3 separate regions of the Sus scrofa genome follow, and regions 2 and 3 are each linked to region 1. A link is a contact called in public Hi-C data. All regions are on one chromosome and are shown on one strand. Each heading gives the region's core, a stretch centred on a gene start, on an enhancer-like site or on the middle of the called end of the contact. The rest is flanking DNA. Distances are from core to core; before and after follow the strand shown.

What was found. A called contact is a pair of places that touch in the nucleus more often than the background predicts.
Region 2: a contact with region 1 is called in a Hi-C map of embryonic fibroblasts, with 3 times the contacts expected there. The contact joins the promoter of SP9 here to the promoter of OLA1 in region 1. A contact is called at or near these places in 1 of 5 promoter capture datasets (fetal liver), 5 of 47 Hi-C or Micro-C datasets (embryonic fibroblasts, fibroblasts, heart right ventricle and 2 more) and 1 of 2 datasets of contacts at active chromatin or transcription factors (skeletal muscle).
Region 3: a Hi-C map of liver shows a contact between it and region 1, with 2.3 times the contacts expected there. The contact joins the promoter of SCRN3 here to the promoter of OLA1 in region 1. A contact is called at or near these places in 2 of 47 Hi-C or Micro-C datasets (heart right ventricle and liver).

The regions. Positions count from the first base shown.
Region 1 is chr15:80,252,063-80,255,999 of Sscrofa11.1, forward strand. It overlaps OLA1 (obg-like ATPase 1), which reads right to left and starts at 1,714. Exons shown (of 12, transcript XM_021076152.1): 1 at 1,551-1,714; 2 at 185-285. The coding sequence starts at 285.
Region 2 is chr15:80,324,176-80,328,410 of Sscrofa11.1, forward strand. It overlaps SP9 (transcription factor Sp9), which reads left to right and starts at 1,274. Exons shown (of 2, transcript XM_021075752.1): 1 at 1,274-1,411; 2 at 2,408-3,936. The coding sequence starts at 1,391. The coding sequence ends at 3,844.
Region 3 is chr15:80,373,244-80,377,282 of Sscrofa11.1, forward strand. SCRN3 (secernin-3) reads left to right here and starts at 2,610. Exons shown (of 8, transcript XM_021074976.1): 1 at 2,610-3,269. The coding sequence starts at 3,265. CIR1 (corepressor interacting with RBPJ, 1) reads right to left here and starts at 2,465. Exons shown (of 10, transcript NM_001243831.1): 1 at 2,321-2,465; 2 at 118-212. The coding sequence starts at 2,392.

The DNA.
Region 1 (3,937 bases), core at 464-2,963:
TATCTGTGTAGAAAGCCAAAAATAAGATCTAAATGAAAACCTTATTTTGCAACATATTAATATTCCAGCTTTCTAGCCTCTTTTCTTCAATTTAAATTTTAATTACTTCAGAGTTGCCCATTTCTACAACATGATCCAAAATATTTATAAGACAAAAAATGATAAAAGCCCAACATTCACCTACCCAACATTTGGCAATCCAACAATACCAATTTTCAAGGAGGTTCCAAATCGTCCAATGATTGGGGGTGGTTTAATTGCATCACCTCCCTTTTTGGGGGGCATCTGAAATGTCAAAACAAACATACATATGAACAAGACTTCTTACTATCCCCATCGATCGAAAGCACATCTCATTACTCAAAATTCACTACTGAACAATAGATTAAGAATAAAATATATTGTATATATCAATCCAAAAGTGACACTTTATTTTTCAACAAAAATGAAAACAAAAAAAGTTCTGTTAACAATCTGATTCTGATCATTGTCAAAGCAGTCATTCCTGAGAAGTCCTGGAAAAATTGCCACATTAAAAATATGTGGCATCATAAATCAAAAATAAAATTTAACTGCCAATTTCCCATCCTGACTGTTCACAAAACATTTTCTTAACCTGACATGTGGTTGTACGAATGAAAGCATTTGAAAGCAGGAGCAGAGCTAAGAAAGCCAAAGAAAATCCATTCTAGAACCACTAGCAACCGAGTTACCTCCCACCAAACCATTCCCCCCCCAATCTGGAACCTGTTCTTTCCTATTTCGCCCCCAAGCACAATATTTCACATAAAAGGAACGGTATCAAGGTCTTTCGAACAAGTCTCTTCCACCTTTTGCACTGAAGGTACAGCTCATCAGTCCTAAAAAGCAATCTTCGGAATCTACACTGGCTATTACTGGTTGTAAATGGATCCACTAACCCTTTTTATTTACAGGTCGAAACTTTGTCGGTGCCTGCGGATCTGGCTCCAAGTTCCTCGTGCGGAATGGATCCCACTTTAGGGCTGCAAACCGAACTCATGGGGACTGCTAACGTTGCAGAAACTGGGAACTACAACTCCAGTTGAACCTCCCGGTGACACGCTGAGGCCCGGCTCATGAAGTGATATTCCAGCCTCTGATCCCTGACCCAGAGGGCCACTAAGTTCCCTCCTCAGGGTCTTGACTCACACCTGTTCCCAGCCAATCCCCAGGATGCCAAGGCACAGCTGCAGGGGCAGAGGCTCTCCAGTCTCCCGGCCTGCTACCAAGGGGTGGCCGGCCGGCCGGCACAGCTGGGCACCACCCAACACCTTCCCACTAAGGACCGGGCCACTAGCCGTCCTGGCCTCCGGAGGCTTTCACCAAGGCGTGCCGGGTGAGGCGTGGGCCGCTCTCGGGACGCGCGGCCTAGTCCAAGAGCGCCTCATTCATCCGCACTCTCCACGCCACCCGCTGCCCTCGCCCCATCCCGGCCATCCGGCCTTGGCCTGACGCCGGCCTCTGAGCAATGGGCCATGGGGTCGAAGACACAGCGGGGAGCGCGCCTGCAGCCTCCCTGAGGGCCTCACCGTGCTCGGGGATGACGGTGACACGCGGTCCCAGCGGCAGTGGGAGACGGGTCCTACCGGCAGCAGGAGGCGGGGAGGAAGGAGGAGAGAGCGCAGGCCCAGCCCCTCCACCAAGCCGCACGCACGTCGGCGGCGGCGGCGGCGGCGGCGGAACGGGCGGGCCGGGAACCGGGCGGCACCTGCGCGCAGGCCGAGAGCCCCGCCCGCCCTGCCCCGCCCCGCGCGCTCGCCCGCCCCGCCCATTGGCCGGGCCGACCGGGAGGCGGGAGTAGAGTGGGAGGAGCTGCGTGGCGCCTGAGCAGACAGGAGCCGGTGCCCCTGCCAGAGCCAGCCTGACCCCTTCCCACCCCTGACCGGAGTCTTCCGCTTTCCTTGCACATGGGGCTTCTCAGTATGGCATCTCGCTTCCTTCCTGGTCGACCCTCGCGTTGCCCTAACAGGCTCGCTCGCCGCCCTGCAGACCCACACTTCACACGCTTGACCTCAAAGCACCCTCGGCCGGACCGCTGGCCCAGAGACGGGTCGCCTGTGTCTGGCGATCAGCCGCACCAGCCCTGCTTGGCCACCAATTGAGCCCTCGAGGACCACGACCCCAGCTCGCCTCCTTTTTCTGTAACGCTCTTCAGTCAATCCAGAGAGTGAGAAGGCGTTAAACTTTCTTGTAGGAAAAAAGGACCAAGGGAAGCTAATGATCTAAGGAGTCCTTCGTCGCCTTATTGTTCACGCGTTTTACAGGCACTGTATCCTAGAATGCGTTTAATACAGTCAGTTTCCACCACCAGCCCCCTCCTTTTCCTCTGGATGGTTAAGAACAAGGGCCTTTGGAATTTGGGAATCATAGATTCCAATCTGGATTCCACTACTCATTAGCTGTGTGACCCTGACGAAAGTAACCTCTCTGGGCTTCAGTTTCCTCCTGGATAAAATGAGGCTATTGACACCCAGCTAAGAAGGTTATTGTGAGGATAAAATGAGGTAATGTGTGTAAACCTTGTAGCAACAGTACCCAACCCAAATAGGAAAGGTTCATAAATAGTAATAAGGCTATTGCTAATATTAGGGCTTCATCTCACCTCATCCCCATCTGACTACACCATGAGCTCCATCTGTAGAAGGAATTCATTCATTCATAGGTCCTGGCCTTCAGTTAGCATTCAAAAATTTATTACATGAATGCAATACCTGTCCAAAGATTGTGACACTTCTTTAAAGACGCTTTTTTCAAAAAGATTAGTCTCTAATAAAGGAAAAGATGTGAGTTGGCTGGTGTCCCCATTTTACAGATGCAGGAACAATATCAGAAAGGTTACGTAATTTGGATAGAGTCACACAACTAACTGGTAAGTGTCAGAAACCAGATTTCAAGCCCCAATCTAACTGAAAAAGTCTTCCCTTTCAGCCAAAATTCTTTCTAATAGGGACTTTTTATAAGCACAGTTGAGGCATTATTTATAATGAAACTGCATTAAGATTTTCCTTAACCCTATGAGAGTGACCTACTGAGATAAAGTAAAAAGATTTTTCTGCAAATTTGGAAATTCTCATGGACATGAGCAACTCGATTTGGGGTTTGCATTATTTTTTCTTTATATCATTGGTAAGTATGCACTATTTAAATTCTCTCAACCTACCTCCCTTGTCACAAAAACCTGGTGTTTATAAAAGCAAGTGTCTGAGTGAACACTAGCTATGAAACAGAAAAAAGCTAAATAGCCCATGTTTGTACCCACGGTCAGTATAAACTCTTATGAGTAGCCCTAACAAAGTAATTCCAAAAATCATTTACTCTTTTAGTAGTGAAGTCCTGTAATGGGCTTTCACACTGCTGCTTGCGAAAAAAGAGAGGAACCATTACTTAAACAGCTCAAGAATCCCAGAGAGCCCAATCTGCCCAGCAACCAGCCACTCCAATACTAACTGAAAACGTTCCACAGTCGTGGAGTAGTAGAATTATCTCCAACTTATCACTGTCTTTTGGCCAAATCTCACTACTTCTTCAATCTCGATATCTCTGCAATCTACCCATTCCCTTCAATTCACACTGTCAAGTCCTTGAGTCAATCACCTGTTTCTCTATTTGCAGCTACATCTTTTACTTGCACTTTTGACCACTTTTAAAGTGCCTTGACAAAGCAGGTCGTGCAGATGTCAGTGAGCTAGGCAGAGTTTGAGGAGTGGTCAATTGCTGCTCCTAACAGTTACCCAATAATAGGACTCCATTCCCATCTCACTGGGGAAAATGTAACTCACTTACAGTTACTGAGGGTCAATTCATGAGAAAGTGAATCTAGCTCTATGAAAGGTCCAATCAGCCTTGGTCAGGTGGGTGGGGGTCACACAGTAGAAACATCTCTGTGAATGACCTCTCTCTACTAATGAAGCAGGGA
Region 2 (4,235 bases), core at 24-2,523, 72 kb after region 1:
CCTCGTCCCCCGCACTCACGGATGGAGGTCGGGGAGAAAGGCTCCCTGAGCAAGGCCACGAAAGCAGGGCGCTAGAGGCGAGCCCATCTCTCAACCGGGCGCCCTTGCCCTGCAAAGGAGCCTCTAGGCCCAGGCGGTATGGGGTAGGAGTAGATTGGAGCAAGAAAACTCGATTCCAGGCAGAAACGTGACATGTAAATCTTCATCGGGTTAAACAAACAGCCGAGCAAGCTGCAGCTTCAGCTGGGGTGGCGGTGGGGGCGGACGCGGCTCGCGCTGGTCTCGGTTTCTAAAGTTGTTACAATGTGAAAATAAGCGGCTTCGTGCAGCGTGTTGTATAGGCTGATGCCTCCCACCCCCAGGCCAGCCCCCAGCGAAACCCTGCAGATAATCAGCACGTCCCACTGTTTAGTCATATTTGACAACTGGGTTAACCTGGTATCTAGGCGCTGGCAAAACGGTACAAAGGGTGCCCTCAATTACCACTAGAAGCTTCTGTTGTGAATGGCACTTGTATTACCCCCTGGGTCAGAGGCCAGAGCGACAATTAGGAAGTCACTTAGACCGCTAGAGGAAATGGCGGGATGCAGCAGGCTCCAGGCCCTCCTAACAGCTCAATGGGTGTAGACCTGGACCAACAGGCCTATTTCTCTCCTCTCGGAGGAACCGTCCCTTCGCCCCCTTCTCCTCAATGTGACTCTGAGATTAAAACTAAATCCAGTGGGAATAAGAACATGGGTAGACAAACGACGGTGATAAAATCGCGAGTGAGAATGATAGATTCCAGCTGAAGTTGTGCTCCGCAGGCGAGAGCCTGGACACACAAAGTGAGCGTTGACATTTCCGTCTCCACTTGGGCCTTGCTGGTGCGGCCTCCGCCTCGGCGCCCCCTCCCCTCCTGCCTCCTTTCCCACAAGTGGAGAGTCGAGTAGGACTGTCAGTTCTAACTTGCATCGTGTCGGGGAGGCTTGAGGGGCATGTGGCTCCATCTCAACCATACTTAAACCTGGCTTGGTGCGTGTGGGTAAATTTTTAATTGCACTGTAATTTCTTCAGTCCCTAGCCCGCGACCCCCCCCCCGCCCCCACCTCGCTAGCCTCGGTGACTGGCACGCGCCGGGAGCCCGGGCTCGGGCCCCTCGGCGCGTCTGATTGGCTGCGGGGCAGCTCCCGTCTGCTCTGCCTGAGCCCTCATTGGGTGAGAGGCGCAGCCAGCGGCACTTCAAAGCGGGTGCTCCTCGCACTTAGGCTGAGTTTAGCCGGCGGGAGCCCGGAGTCCGCTCGGCGCGAGCGCGGGGACGCGGGAGGCTCGCGGAGTAGGAACAGTTTTCGCGAGCAGCCGTCAGGCTCAGCCCCGCTCCCGGCCCCGCCGCGCCGCCCAGGGACCTGCTATGGCCACGTCTATACTTGGGGTAAGTCGGAAGTGCGGCATTTGCTTGTTTTAACTGAAGTAATTTTTCCTTATGGCTTCTCCGGGTCGGCGGCTCCGGAGAAACTGTTGCTGCAGGACTGCAGCCTCAGCGTCTTTTAGCACTTTCCACATTTCCAGGACTGATTCTTTCCAAGTTACTGGAATCCTTGGAAGAAAAGGATTTGTTAAGCAAGTCCTTTTATTATTTGATTATAAAGAAAACCTGGAGGTTTCTTTTCTTCCCCCCGTGATTTATACCCCACCCCCCTTGCTTCGGGGCTTGTTGCAATTACGCGACAGCGGTGTTTCCAGAAAACAGCCTTAATCGTTTTGCAGTCCGTGTAGTCACGTTAACATTTACACTTCTGCGGCTCCCCAGTTCGTCTGTGACTTTGAAATCCATGGCGGGGACGCTTCTCCTCGGATTCTTGTTTTCCTAATCGTGTGTGTGTGTGTGTGTGTGTGTGTAAACATTTAAAACGTTTTCTATTAAAAATAAGAGTCGAGTCATAGCCACCCTTGAGAGGAGTACCTCAAGCTTCCCCCACCCGGGCCGCTGTTTCGGCCGTCTCTGCCCTCACTTGGTGTTTGTTGTCAATGTGTTTACCTCCGTGCTTCACCCCAAGGGCGATTTGGGGGCTTCTGTGAGAGGAGTGGGCTTAAGGCGAGCGGAAGGCGGGCGACTCCAGTCCGGTTTGGGGCAGGGGTTGCTGCGACTGAGGCGGGGAGAACCGAGACATCTTGAATTTGTAGCCCCACCGAAGAACAACTTTCCAGCGCCAGGCCCCCTCGCCCTTGTGATCGATCGCCTCTGCCCCGCGCAGGGCGCGGCGCATCCTCGGCGAGCGCGGGGAGGAGGCGCGAGCCGGGGAGCCACGACCCCCCGGGGCCGGCCGCGGGGGGACCAGGCTGCTCACGGGTGCACTTTGTGTCTTCCTCCCACTTCTTCCTGCCCTCCTCCTCCTCCTTGCTCCCTCCCCCACCCCACCCACTCTAGGAAGAGCCGCGCTTCGGAACGACCCCGTTGGCCATGCTGGCGGCGACCTGCAACAAGATCGGCAACACGAGCCCCCTGACGACGCTGCCGGAGTCGAGCGCCTTCGCCAAGGGCGGCTTCCACCCCTGGAAGCGCTCCTCGTCCAGCTGCAACCTCGGCTCCAGCCTCTCGGGCTTCGCCGTGGCCACCGGCGGCCGCGGCTCGGGCGCTCTGGCGGGCGGCTCGGGCGCAGCCAACAGCGCCTTCTGCTTGGCGTCCACGTCCCCCACGTCGTCCGCTTTCAGCAGCGACTACGGCGGCCTCTTCTCCAATTCGGCGGCGGCCGCGGCGGCGGCGGCCGGGGTGTCCCCGCAGGAGGCGGGCGGCCAGTCGGCCTTCATCTCCAAGGTGCACACGACGGCGGCCGACGGCCTGTACCCGCGCGTGGGCATGGCGCACCCGTACGAGTCGTGGTACAAGTCCGGCTTCCACTCGACGCTGGCGGCGGGCGAGGTGACCAATGGCGCGGCGTCGTCGTGGTGGGACGTGCACAGCAGCCCGGGCTCGTGGCTGGAGGTGCAGAACCCCGCTGGGGGGCTCCAGAGCTCGCTGCACTCGGGCGCCCCCCAGGCCTCGCTGCACTCGCAGCTCGGCACCTACAACCCCGACTTCAGCTCGCTCACGCACTCGGCCTTCAGCTCCACCGGCCTCGGCTCCTCGGCCGCCGCCGCCTCGCACTTGCTCTCCACCAGCCAGCACCTGCTGGCCCAGGACGGCTTCAAGCCGGTGCTGCCCTCCTACTCGGACTCCAGCGCCGCCGTGGCGGCCGCCGCCGCCAGCGCCATGATCTCTGGCGCCGCGGCCGCCGCCGCGGGGGGGAGCTCGGCGCGCTCGGCCCGCCGCTACTCCGGCCGCGCCACCTGCGACTGCCCCAACTGCCAGGAGGCGGAGCGGCTGGGCCCGGCCGGGGCGAGCCTGCGGCGCAAGGGCCTGCACAGCTGCCACATCCCCGGCTGCGGCAAGGTGTACGGCAAGACGTCGCACCTGAAGGCGCACCTGCGCTGGCACACGGGCGAGCGGCCCTTCGTGTGCAACTGGCTCTTCTGCGGCAAGCGCTTCACGCGCTCGGACGAGCTGCAGCGGCACCTGCGGACTCACACCGGCGAGAAGCGCTTCGCCTGTCCGGTGTGCAACAAGCGCTTCATGCGCAGCGACCACCTGAGCAAACACATTAAGACGCACAACGGGGGCGGCGGGGGCAAAAAGGGCAGCGACAGTGACACGGACGCCAGCAACCTGGAGACGCCCCGCTCCGAGTCCCCCGACCTCATCCTGCACGACTCCGGCGTCAGTGCCGCCCGGGCGGCGGCGGCCGCGGCGGCGGCGGCGGCCGCGGCGGCAGCGGCTGCGGCCTCGGCGGGAGGCAAGGAAGCCGCGTCTGGCCCCAACGACTCTTAGAGGCCGGGCGTGAGGCGCGAGCGAGCGAGCGAGCGACTAGAGACTATGAGAACGAGCGAGAGGTTCGGAGGGCGAGCGAGCGGGGGACGGACGGGCGGGGTCTCCTGGGACGCCCCCGGGTCAGCGCGAGGCGGAGAGGCATCCGGCTCCCCGGCCGCCGCTCGCCGGCCACGCCAGGAACTCCCCTCCGCTGCCCGAGCCCGAGCCCAGACGAGTACGCGCGGTCCGGGAACAAAAGCGAAGCATCTTCCGACACAAACAACACTTTAAAAAACTGCACACACAGATACACACGCCGGAGACCTACAACCACAAGCACGCACACTCGAGCGCGCGTACACACACTTTCACACCACTCGCACAAACTTCTCGAGTGAAGAGCAATACACAG
Region 3 (4,039 bases), core at 1,360-3,859, 120 kb after region 1:
GTATTGGTCTCAGATGTGGCTAGGATCCCATGTTGCTGTGGCTGTGGTGTGACTCAGTAAGGGATAGTCTCATGGAACTGATTATTCTAAAAACACCAGCAGGGTGGAATTTCTTACCTGTTATCATATGATTCTTGCTCTTTAAGATACTGCTGCATTAATTCTTCTTGTTTCTTCTTATCATATGATATTTTCTGTTCTGCCATCCATACCTAAATTAGTAAAGTAAAAAACTTAAATAGGAAGTTTGTTCTCTTTTATAATAAAATATAAAATGCTATTGTATATAGTTTATAAAATAATCTACTTTGGTCATAATATCATCATCACAAAATAACAGCTGAAAAATCTGATTTGTGACTTGATAGAAATATTTAAATATGATCATTAAAAATAACTAAACTTTCAGGCAAGAATGTCAAACTTGAGAACCGCTCTGAGCACTTGGAATACAATAGCTTCCTGCACTCAGTCCTGTGTTGTTTCAGAGAAGGGACTGGCCATCTCTCTACATGGAATATGTCTAGTTCAGTAAGGTTAAACAATGCCCACAGGTGCCAGTGGCTATCACTGACATCCCAAGAGAAGAGAAATGGAAGACAAGGAGGAGAAAGAAAGGAAAGGCAGATGTAGAAAAAAGGGAGGCGACAAGTGGGAAAACAAAGAGATAAGACAGATGTATCTGATGTCCTGCAGCTAGCTGCTCAAGGGCACCACCACCCACCACAGGTTGAATGCGTCCCTATGTAAAATTCTGAGTCATAAAAATGGTGAAGGTAGAAAGCCCACAGCCCATGCAAGGATATTTAATCATGTTATTTGCAGGTTTAAAAGGTATCAATGCCTTTCTACCTCCTTTAAAGTAAAGGACAAAGTGTCTGATAACCATTCAACATAAATATCAAGTCAAAACTTTCTCTATAAACATGCTAAGTTTTTGGTTTTTTGGTGTATCGTTTTGCCATGCCCATGGCATGTGGAAGTTCCTGGGCCAGGGACACCACAGCAATGAACCCAACTGCTGCAGTGACAATTAGCTGACTAGATAAAGGGTGATAGGAAATGATGAATCTTGAATTTCTGGCTTGTGTTACTAACTCTGTTTCATACTGATATGAGAAATGGAAGTATAACAAGAACAGCATATTTAGGATAAAAGTTCCATTTCAAGTATGTTGAGTTTGAGATGCCAGTAGAATATCAAGATAAAACTGTCTAGTATATAGTTGTCTTCAGGTGCCTCCAGCTAGGGGGAAAGATGTTGCACTGCAGCCTTGAAAGGCAGGAATAAAGAAAAGGTTTATTCATGAAATTGGCTGTGATTGCTTGGGAAAGCATATGGAGTAAGCAAGACATGGGCCAAGGATGAAACTCTAGCTACCACCTATATTTTATGAGCAGGCTAAGAATAAGGACGTGTGCAGCAGCAATTAACATTTTACTGAGTACTCCCTCTAGGTGATGGGCAGAGTGGTACTTGTTTCAAAGCCTTTGCCTACACCATCTTATTTAGTCCTCATCATAATTTCTAAAGTCATGGCAACTGATACTGATTCTTCTTCTTTGTTTCCATTTTGACTACACCAGAGGCAGGCAGAAGTTCCTGAGCCAGGGACTGAATCTGTGTCACAGCAGTGACAACGCTGAATCCTTAACCTGCTGAGCCACAAGGGAACTTGGTATTGATCATTCTTAATTTATAGATTAGGAGATGAAGAATCAGGATGTTAAATATTTTGCGCAAGGTCTTGGGGCTAAAAGCAACTGTACTGGAATAACAGAATCTAGGGCTAGTTTCAATGTTCACTCTTTCTACTTCACAATTCTGCTTTCCCCTGCCATAATATTCAGCACTTTTTTGTACTGGACTTAGTAGACCTGCAAGTGGTTATTTAAAAAACCAAAGTTCAATGAGGTCATCAGACAGACACTGCATTATTGGATGAGATAAAGAGGATAAAAATCTATCTTAAATAAAGTACAGGATAGCAAAGCTCAGAAACCGTGATCTCTGGGATCCGAAAAGAAAAAAAAATCAGAGTCTGCTGAGGGAATTGATGGGGAATCCTAACATCAGTCTTCGTATCTTAAGGATTTACATTCTAACTGACAGAAGCGAAAGACCTGACAGAGCCACTAGTCTCTTGGCTGATGAAGAATAAATGTTGAGGGCAGCTTTGTCAGTGAGTTTCTCAGCGGAGAAGGGATGAGAAATGCCAAGACTTTAGACAAGGAGAAGAGGGATCCCACAGATACTTCCACTCTCACCTCCAGAAGCTCCTGGGAACGAAGGCGCCAAAGGCCTGTTCCCCGTACTCACTTTTTTGATGTTGGATTTGGAGGCAGGATGAAAGTCCTTCTTGCACATGAAATTGGCGAAGGATTTCCCCATTTTGGAGCCTGAGCTGGGAAAGGCAGCAGCTAGATCTTTGAGCAATGTAAACAAACTCTGCGCCTAGCCGGAACTGCGCTTCCCGTAGCAGCGTGAACTTCCGGGGTCAAAGGGGGCAGCTTCCGGCAGCTGGCTCGTCGGCCTGCCTCTCGTCGCCTCTCCTTCCTTTCACGTTGGGTAGCTCCGAGACTGGTGAGGGGCGTCCACGGGGGAGGGGCTAGCATAGTCAACACTAGGAAGTAGGAAGTTGGGAACTGCAGGACAGACTGAGGGGCTTCTTGGAGAGGCTCCGGGGAGGGGCCTGGCCGCAGCTGCGCGGCTTGCAATTTGAGCGCCTCGGGCTGGGCGGCGGAGTGGGCGCTGGGTGGCGGCTCTTCTGCTGGAGGCGCTTGAAGTCAGAGATCTTTGTGAACTGACTCGAGTTACGCAAAACTTTTCTGCACCAATTTTTCTCATCTGTGTTACTAAAGTAGTAATTATTGCTCTAACCGTAGTACGTTTGTGAGGATCAAGCGATGTGATGTTTCTGAAGGCGCTTGGTGAACTAAAAAGCATATAAAATAGAATACCAACTCCACAAGGCGAGAACTCTATTTGGTTACTAGTTGTGCGGCGCCTGAGGCAGAAAGTTGTTAACTGATGGGATTCCCGCGGTGGCGCAATGGGATCGGCAGCATCTTTGGAGCGCCTCAACCGGCACAGTGGGTTAAGGATCCAGTGCTGCAGCGTTGCAGCTGTGGCTCGGATTTGATCTTCGCCGGGAAATTCTATATGCTGCGGGGTGGCTAAAAAAGGAGAAAAAAAAAAATGGGGGAAAAAGTGATGAATACGCCCTAGGAGTTAGTAAAGGCTCTCAGGGCATTCCCTCTTAAATGGGGTAGGTGTTTTCCTAACTAGGTTGCATGTTTCCTTAGGTTTCCTCACGACCCCTCTTAGCTCAGATCACCTAGTGCAGCTTGGTGGCCCTTGAGACTAGGGTTTTGAGTGGACCTAGCTGCTACTGCTGTAGGGGATCCGCCAACTAAGGCCTCTCCTGGGATGGGGGTAGGTAATGTCAAGAATAAGCAAAAAAAAAAAAAAAGCTTTTTGTGAGATATTTACTCTTCCGACAAATAATAGTAACAGCTTTCATTTACCATCTAATATGTTCTATGCGTTGTGCAAAATGTTTTAGATATTGTCTTATTAAATTCTCATAACAGCCCCCTGAGCTATTTACCTATGAGACAGGAGGCTTAGATAGAAATTAAATAGCCTGCCAAAGTTAGGTATGGTGGAACTAACATTGGAACACAAAAAGGTGCAGATCTAGGACATAAAGGTTGAAATTTACAGAAAAGAACAGAAGCAGTGGTGACCTCTCTTTTTCCATCACTCTTATGAATTTCAGGGTGAAATTGTTTCTTATTTGAGTCATTTTGTTTTCTTCTGAATGAAACATTTATTTCACGTAATTTTTGTTTTTAAATTGCTAGTGTCTGTTAGTGTAAAGTCATTTTAAGGTTTGGATATTGTAAAAACAAAGGAATGAAGGAAACTCAAACAATGTGCCATTCTAGAAGCAAACAATTTCTACTAAATTTGAAGATTGAAGATATTCCAAATGATGACACTATCCTGATATTAAATTATCAATCAGGGTTTATA